Linked DNA regions of Oryctolagus cuniculus: region 1 is linked to region 2. A link is a contact called in public Hi-C data. All regions are on one chromosome and are shown on one strand. The core of a region is the stretch at or near the end of the contact, and the rest is flanking DNA. Distances in the headings are between cores, read along the strand shown.

Evidence for each region. A called contact is a pair of places that touch in the nucleus more often than the background predicts.
Region 1: a Hi-C map of an unstated tissue shows a contact between it and region 2, with 5 times the contacts expected there. The contact joins the promoter of TUBGCP5 here to the promoter of NIPA1 in region 2. A contact is called at or near these places in 3 of 6 Hi-C or Micro-C datasets (ear pinna, psoas muscle and an unstated tissue).

Annotation. Positions count from the first base shown.
Region 1 is chr12:17,676,243-17,680,909 of mOryCun1.1, forward strand. It overlaps TUBGCP5 (tubulin gamma complex component 5), which reads right to left and starts at 1,616. Exons shown (of 24, transcript XR_011380680.1): 1 at 1,414-1,616.
Region 2 is chr12:17,422,277-17,426,800 of mOryCun1.1, forward strand. NIPA1 (NIPA magnesium transporter 1) reads left to right here and starts at 2,303. Exons shown (of 5, transcript XM_008269747.4): 1 at 2,303-2,903. The coding sequence starts at 2,318.

The DNA.
Region 1 (4,667 bases), core at 366-2,865, 250 kb after region 2:
CTAATGCAGGTGATGGTTTTAGGCCTGGTCCCTGCCACTGGTGTGGGAGGCGGGGACTGAGTTCTGGACTCACGGCTTTGGCCTGACCCAGTCCTGGTGGCTGTGGGCATCTGGGGAATGAACCAGCAGATGGACGATCTGTCTCATGCTGTCTATCTCTTGGGTTCTCTCTCTGTCTCCTGCTGTGCCTTTCAAACAAAAATAAGCAAAAAAAGTGGGTTTCCTAAAAAAGGAACTGTTTATTATTTCAGAAATCTGGCACACTTTCACTGAATCTGAAAGACCTCTATTCTTATAAACCAAGTAGGCAGATTATATCCATGATCACTAAGCAATCAAGATTAAAAGATCCTGAAAAACTTCATTATTTGATTTGTATGGAACTTAGAATATTAACAATGAACGACACTCTTTCAGTGATAATTCCATTATGGGTAATAATCATAATAGTACTGTCTAATTTACATTTTCCAGAAACAAAAAATCGATCATCTGATTCCAGCCAAATACCTGGCCCAGCTCTTCCAAAATTAATCACCCGAGAAAGTGAATGAGAACCGGGCGAGGAGCCTTAGCGTACTCTGTGCCAGCAGCCCTTCCAGGCGCTGGGGTGCGGCGGTCGGGGCGACCGCAGTCACTTTCCTACACTCCCCAGTGCGTCGAAGTAAGAATGGAAGGGGGCCCGGAACACAGTTCCAGAGGGTGTCGGTGTGCGCCGCACACGACTCCCGATGGGCAGCGAGTTCAGCAGGGCACACGGCAGACACAAGGCTAGGTGGGAGGCCGGCGCCCCACGGTGCACAGCCCCCGGGGGCACCGCGCGGCTCACCGGGGCACCGCGCAGCTCACCGGGGCACGAGCGGCTCACTGGGGGCACCGCGCGGCTCACCGGGGCACCGCGCAGCTCACCGGGGCACCAGGCAGCGGCTCACCGGGGCACCGCGCGGCTCACCGGGGCACCAGGCAGCGGCTCACCGGGGGCACCGAGCGGCTCACCGGGGCACCAGGCAGCGGCTCACCGGCGGCACCGAGCGGCTCACCGGGGGCACCAGCTCACCGGGGCACCGCGCGGCTCACCGGGGCACCAGGGAGCGGCTCACCGGGGCACCGCGCGGCTCACCGGGGGCACCACGCGGTTCACCGGGGCACCAGGGAGCTCACCGGGGCACCAGGCAGCGGCTCACCGCGGCACCGCGCAGCTCACCGTGGGCACCAGGCAGCGGCTCACCGGGGCACCGAGCGGCTCACCGGGGCACCAGGCAGAGGCTCACCGGGGGCACCAGGCAGCGGCTCACCGGGGCACCGAGCGGCTCACCGGGGGCACCAGGCAGAGGCTCACCGGGGCACCGCGCAGCGGCTCACCGGGCACCGCGGCCTGCGCGCCCGCCCCAGCCTCCCCGGCTCCCCACGGACCTGAAGTTGGACCAGGCGAAGTTCAGCGCGAGCTGGAAGTTGGGGTCCGCCTCGTCCTGCAGGCCGGTGACATGTCGCACGAGTTCGCGCACGTCGCGCTCCTGCTGCCGCTCCTGCCGGCTCCAGGACGGCCCCGGCCGGGCCATAGCTCCGCGCTCCGCCGCGCCGCCTCTCCGTGATCATGCAGCCGTTCTCGCGAGAGTTCTGGCTCCCGCGGCGCAGCGCCTTCTGTTCTCGCGAGAGTTCCTACTGGTCTGGGTGGCTTTGGCGGCAATCTGAATGTGTTTTGTAGTTGCGCGCGGTGTCTTCAGAGCGAACTGTTATTATCATTAATCAGATTAATAAGCGTCCGGCCAGCGCTGGTGGGTGGTTTAAGTTAGGATGGCTTTAGGATGACAGCGCCGCCAGTGAGTTCTCCAGTACGTTGATTGCCCCAGCATTCCCACGTACCACGGTGTGGTTGGCTGGTTATTCTTCAAGCTTTAGCTTCTCAAATCCTTGGCCTGGCAGTCTTTCCTGCTCCAGCTTCAAGCATCATGCTTGTAACTCTCAAATCTGGATGCACAGCCCACATATTCTTGGCACCCCAAACACATTGTTTAGTTGCTGATTATCTCCCAAATAAAAATGTGTGTATAAATGGGTGTATATATTCATTTCCTCATTGTGTTTTACCCGCTAAATGTCAACTGCATGCGAGTTCTGCTCACAACTAATCACTAGCACTTAGAATAAGGATACCTGGACCATCCTGAGACTCATTAAAGAAGGAAACAATGCTTCCCTGGAAGGCTCAAACACCACTCAGCTAAATGCACTCTCTCCCTTCCTGATCAGCCTGTGTTCTCATTTGAGATATGAACCAGTACCAGCGTTCCCCACTGCACCTAGCCAGAGGCTCCCTGCCTATGCCGGTCTCTTTCTTCTCAGTAATGCAGAACAATTAGTTGATTTCTGAATTCTCTCTGAAGTCTGCTTTTCTTCCCCGTTGCCTCAGGCTAGACCCCAGACTCCTGGAAGGTCCCCTCACCCATCTCTGACTCTGATCCCATCACAGATCTGATAACCCCACTCCCCACGGTCTGCAGCAGGATTTCTAGACCTCAGCTTTAGAGGACAATTCTTTCTTGTGGAGAGTTGTCTTGCACACTGAACTTGAAGCAGTTTCCTTGGCTTCTCCTCACTAGATTCCAACAGTAACTCTCCTCACCCCTGCTGTGACAACCAAAAGGTCTCCAAACGTTGCAAATGCATTCTGGGGGCAAAATCACCCCTCGGTAGGAACTGCTGGCCTACAGGATAAACTCCAAACTTCAGAGCAATAGGACTCAGGGGTTTTTCTAACCTTGGCTTATCTGACCTGCTTCATCCGTCTCTATTATGGAGAGGTCATTTCCACGGGCAGGAAGAATTAATATTGTAAAAGATGGTAGCTGTCGTTAATCAATCCGGGCAGTTTCCTTCGACCTGCAGAACAGGCCCTGTATGATCCAGCTCTTTAGCTGCGTGTCCTGCTGTGTTCTAGCTCAGGCACAGAGTCAGAGCGACTCTGCAAGGAGAAAGAAATGCCAGGAAAAAGAACAGTGTCGCTGCGACAAGCTGTGGCCTGAGTCCTTGCTCCCGAGGTCTCCCATCCAGACTGCTGCTGAGTGCCCAGTGTCGGATGAAAGCCAGGGAAGGGGACAACTCCCCGGAGCCTCTGAATCTGGCTGTGAAGGAGGTTGCTGGAAGAAGCAGGGCGTGTGGTTATGTCAGCTTCTAAATGGCCACACAGTGACGAAATTTCAACCCACTTCCATCTTGTTTAGAATTATTTATTTGAAAGACAGTTACAGAGGAGGTAAAGCCAGAGAGAAAGAGAGGTCTTCCATTCCACTGGTTCACTCCCCAAATGACCACAATGGCAAGAGCTGAGCTGATCCGAAGCCAGAAGCTTCTTCTGGGTCTCCCACGCGGGTGCAGGGGCCCAAGGACTTGGGCCATCTTCCACTGCTTTCCCAGGCCATAGCAGAGAGCTGGATTGGAAGAGGAGCAGCTCGAACTGGTGCCCATATGGGATGCTGACGCTGCAGGATGCGGCTTTAACCCGCTGTGCCACAGTGCCAGCCACATTCATTCCCATCTTCTTATGGCTTTCAGCATATATATTCCTGAGCTTTAATTCGTCACATACATCATCAGTATGCTCTTAGACTGTTTGAATTTTTCTTTTATATTTTAGGAGATGTGTGTCTGTGTATCTCTGTGTGCTTAAACACACTCCAGGCACAAATTATTTGCCAATTATATACAGTATGAATAGCATCACCCGTCTCTGATTTATTTTTAAACTACTTATGGTATTTTCATTATCCCAGAGTTTTAATTTCCATTGTATAAAACTGTTAAATCCTTAAAAATGGATAATCAAAATTCTGAGGGATAGAAAAAGTATATCCAGGGCTGGCACTGTGACGTAGCAGGTAAAAGCCAGCATATGGGTGCCAGTTCGAGTCCCAGCTGCTCCTCTTCTGATCCAGCTTCCTGCCATGGTTTGGGAAAGCAGTAGAAGATGGCCCAAGTTCTTGGGTGCCTAAACTCATGTGGGAGACCCGGAAGACACTCCTGGCCCCTGGCTTCAGTGCAGCTCTGGCCGTTCTGGCCATTTGGAGAGTGAACCAGCAGATGGAAGACCTCTCCCTCTCTCTCTTTCTCCCCTGCCTCTCTGTAACTCTGCCTTTCAAATAATAAATAAATAAATCTTTTTAAAAAATATATCCATTAAATAGGAAGAGATGTCTATATCATAGTATTGGAAGTTATGGCTGAAACCTGTCTGAAGCAGGCCAGAAAAAAAAATAGTGAGAAAACATGAGAAAAGCAGATAACATGAACAATCCAGAAGATCCAGAAATAGAAATCAGAGGAAACCATCTAAGAAACAGAGCAAGAACTCCCAAGGATGAACACCTGTTCCCAGATTTTTTTTTTTAAAGCAACCTCCCCAGGCCTCATAGCTTTCCCCAGAATGGGACCTAAAGCAATTGATGGAAGGTGCATCCTAAATCCTGTCCCCAGGTGGGAATGCAAGCAGGTGTGGCCTTCCCTGCCCTCCCCTCTGGGTCTGGCCTCTGCCGGGCCCTGCAGGTGGACTTTGAAACTTTCTGTATGGGGTCTGGGGAAGTTCAGAAAGTCTGTAGAAAACAGAATGAAAAAATAAGTTCATGCATATTTTCATAATGCATATGTTCCATAAAGCTTTCGGAGACCCCTTA
Region 2 (4,524 bases), core at 1,053-3,552:
ATGTTGGCACCACTGTTGCTGCTGCTTTCATTTGCTTGCTTCTGCTGAGATTAACAATAAAAGTTATTGCTTATTTTAGAAAACATCATCATTTATGTTGAAAAATATATCTATAGGACCTGCATTGTGGCGTAATGGGTTAAGCTGCCACCTTCGATGCGGGCATTCCATATGGGCACCAGTTCAGGTTTCAGCTGCTCCACTTCCAATCCAGCTCCCTGCTAAGGTGCCTGGGAAAACAGCACAGGATGGTCCAATTTTCTGGGCCTCTGTACTCATGTAGGAGACCTGGAAGAAGTTCCTGGCTCCTGGTTCCTGGTTCCAGCCTGGCCCAGCCTTGGCCATTGCAGCTGTTTGGGGGAGTGAACCAGCAAATGGAAGATTTCTCTCTCTGTATATCCCCTTTCTATAACTCTGCCTTTCAACTAAATTAAAAAAAAAATTCATGGAAAATGAAATTAAAAGATAAATTTATTTGGGTGCAAATTTTAAAAAGAGCATAGAAATGATATTGAATTATGTTTAAAAAAAGTATGTCTACAAAGAATAAGCAAACACTTTATACCGACAAGGATGGTTATTAAAAAAGCAAGACAACTAGAAAATAGCATGTGTCAGTGCTAGTCAAAACATGGGGAAACTGGAACTCTCACCATTGCTGGTGGGGATGTAAAATGATGCAGCTGCTGTGGAAGTTTGGCACTTCCTCAAAAAGCTAAACGTGGAATTATCATATGACTCAGCAATTCCACTTCTATGTATATACCTCAAAGAATTTAAATCAGGACTCAAATGGATACTTTCTCACCAATATTCATTACATTATTCACAGTAGCCAAAAGCTGTAAACAACTCAAGTGTCCATTAACAAATGAATGAATAAACAAAATGTTGCATGCACAAGTGGTGGAATATTACTCAACCATAAAAAGGAATGAAGTTTTGGCTAGCGCTGCGGCGGCCGCGGCTCACTTGGCTAGTCCTCCGCCTGTGGCGCCAGCACCCCGGGGTTCTAGTCCTAGTTGGGGCACTGGATTCTGTCCCGTTGCTCCTCTTCCAGTCCAGCTCTCTGCTGTGGCCCAGGAAGGCAGTGGAGGATGGCCCAAGTGCTTGGACCCTGCACCCACATGGGAGACCAGGAGGAAGCGCCTGGCTCCTGGCTTCGGATCAGCACAGCGCATCGGCCATAGCAGCCATTTGGGGGGTGAACCAATGGAAAAGGAAGACCTTTCTCTCTGTCTGTCTCTCTCTCTCACTGTCTAACTCCGCCTGTCAAAAAAAAAAAAAAAAAAAAAAAAAGGAATGAAGTTCTGAGACATTCCATAGCATGGAGGACCTATGCAAATATTTTGCTAAGTGAAACACACTAGTTACAGAAGATTGATTATTGTATGGTTCACTTATATGTAATATCTAGAATAGGCAAATTATACAGAGAGAAAGTAGATTCTAATGCCTCTTAGGGGGAGGGGGAAATGAAGAGTGGTCAATGACTACAGATGTTCTGTTCAGGGAATTGCAAAATTTTGCAACTAGATAGCCATTGACTTTTGTAGGTCATTGTGAATGTAACTGTAACCACTGAATCGCATGTTTGAAAAAGTTAAGCGGCAACTTTTATGTCATATATATGTTGCCATAAAAAAGCAGTACATGCATTCAGCATGAATCTTTCTTACAGAAATATTATATGATTTTTTATATTGCTTCACAAAATAACGCTGTATATATATATTGCAAAAAATACTCTTTAGTATTTTCAACACTTACAAGATGTACATTGTAACACCACTGTTGTAGCAAGAAAGTGGTAGCAACCTAACAACCAACAATAGCTGCATGGCCAAATTATGGTAATTACACTGTCACTAAAATAATCATAATTATGTAGCAACATGGAAGCTGACTGTAAAAAGCTGACTGTAAAAAGTAAAAAGGAAACGTTGTGTATCGTATTTGGAAACATGTGAAAGTTAAGTATGCTTGTGGGAAAATACCCCAGACAACAATTAGGTGAGGTGGGACTGACCTCAAGATCATTGTTTTGTATTTTTTTAGGCTTTCTATAATTTTGGTACAGTTGTTTAAAAATTAAAACGTGGAAACGAGACGGTGCGACCGCCAGCTCGCTGCCCCACAGACGGAAGAAGGGCGCGGGAGGGAATTCACCGCGCTCGCGGTTCCCCCGCCGACTCGGTTTAAATTTCGGGGTCCCCGTCCGCCTCCGGCTCGCGGCAGCTTCTGCAGCACCTGATCCCGGCCAGGGCTGCGTCCCGCTGCGTGCGCTCTCCCAGCTCGTAGCCACTGTTTATTTGAGATGCCAAACTTAACGGGGCATCCTGGATTTTTATTTGCTAAATCTGGAGCCCTACCTCCCCACCCACCTACCGCCCTCCTCCCTAAGCACTCGCCTCGTCCTACCCGGAGCCCCAGGCTCCATTGCTCCGCGGTCCGCTCCAGGAGCCCCCGTCCCCGTCTCGCGCCTGACCTTCGCCTTGCCCCCGGAGCAGCCCGGACCCTGCGGCGCCCGGAGCTGCCCCGCCGCATCTCACGCCACCTCGGCCCGCAGTGCGCCCGGCTGCCCAGCCCCGGGGGCCGCACCCGACCCTGCCCGCAGAGGCCCCCGGCCGTCCCCCGAGGTCGCGCCTCGCCCCGCCACCCCTGCGGGCCTGGCGTCCCCCTCCCCCGCCCCGTCGGGCGCGGCGCGCAGGCGCAGGCACGGAGGGCGGGCGCGGGCGGAATGGGGACTGCAGCGGCGGCAGCGGCGGCGGCAGGGGAGGGGGCGCGCAGCCCGAGCCCCGCCGCCGTGTCGCTCGGCCTGGGCGTGGCCGTGGTGTCGAGCCTGGTGAACGGGTCCACGTTCGTGCTGCAGAAGAAGGGCATCGTACGGGCCAAGCGGCGAGGTAGGGGCTGGCCGCGGGCCGCGCTCGGGGTCGCGGGGTGTGCCGCCCGGCGCGGGTGTCTGGGAGCGGCCGCGGACTCGGGGGGCGCGTGGGTCACGGCTCGCAGCCGGGCACCGGCTCGGGGCGCACCTCGGAGGGGCGGGCTCGCGGGCCGGAGGCCGGGCGCCCACCTGACGCGCTGGTACCTGCGGGGCCCAGCACACGCCCAAGGCGCCGCGGAGCCGGCTCCGCAGCTGCAGCCGCGGCCCCGGCATCCCGGTGCGTCTAGAGCGTTCGTAGCGTGGCCGGCGCCGCCGCTTTCCCCCCTTCCCAACGGCAGAAGAGGCCTTGTTCAGTTTTTCAGTGCTTTTCCAGCCGACTTATCTGCTCATTCGCTCTCTGCAGTCCAGCGACCTGTGCTCGGGGCGGGGCCCGCGCTGGCCGGCTGCTGGGGTACCTGCCAGTTTTCAGTGTGTCGGAAGCGGTCGGGGACGGGGGCCTCCTGCTTTTACCGGGGCCCGCGGCCCTGGGTTGCGCTTGGGAGAGACAGACCTGCTGCTTGCGAGCTCCCTGCAGTGGCCAGGCAGGTGCAGCGGTGGGAACCATGCGGCGGGCCTGGGAGGCGCTGCCTCTTGGCTTGGAGCGCAGGTCTGTGCTTTGCCTTGGCTTCAGCTTTCGGGGTCCTTGATTGAGCCACCTGAACACAGTGACCCTCAATGTGCAGGACACACAAGGGAAATGAAAACCAAACCCTAAATGGAGCCCACCGAGTATTCCCGAGTGGATAGGCCACCGAACACCACTCCTTGGATGCAGTGCCAAGCTAGGGGACCTTCTTTGCTGGTGTCTGAGCTGTGCTGGGGGTCTTGGGGCAGTTTGCCCAGCTGCAGGAAACAGCACGCCTTGAAATGGGAAATAAGCGTGGCTATCGGAGGGGCCGAGAAAGTATGGGACTGGTCTTAGGAGCCCTCTGGAGAGGACCTGACCGGTAGGTAGGTCAGGGAGCCTGAGAGGAAGGAAGCTTATGGACTAGTTCAGACTCCATTGTGCAGGTAAAACTTTGAGTGCTCGGATTAGGAGTCAACACCCAATTTCACCTGAGCTGGTTCCTTCAGCTATGGCATAGCGGGCAAAGCCGCCAGCCTGCAGTGCCGGCATCCCATGTGGACAACGGTTCAAATCCCGGATGCTCCACTTCCAATCTTTCTCTCTGCCTCTCTGTAACTCTGCCTTTCAAGTAAAATATTTTTTTTTAAAAAAAGAATTCAGCCTCGAGGCAACACAGCACTGCTCTCTTCACAAAAAGTCTAAATGTAACCAGGTATGATTTCCCAAGGATGCAGAGGTGTGCATCCCTTAGCTAACAAACACTGATCTAGCAGCTACACTGTCTTCAGAAAATGCTGCTCGGTGTGACGGGCCTCAGAGATGGGAGAGGGCTTTGCTGTTACTCAGAAGTAGATGTGTGTGCCCTGGATAGGACAGTGTGACCTCTGTGGGCATCCTCCCAAATCCCACAATGCCTGGGTAACCACAAGAGAAACTTCATTCAAGCTGAATTCAGGGACATCTGAAGAACTACCTGACCGCTCTTCTGATCAAGGCCATGAAATCAAAGAAACTCATGGCAGCCAGGAGCTTA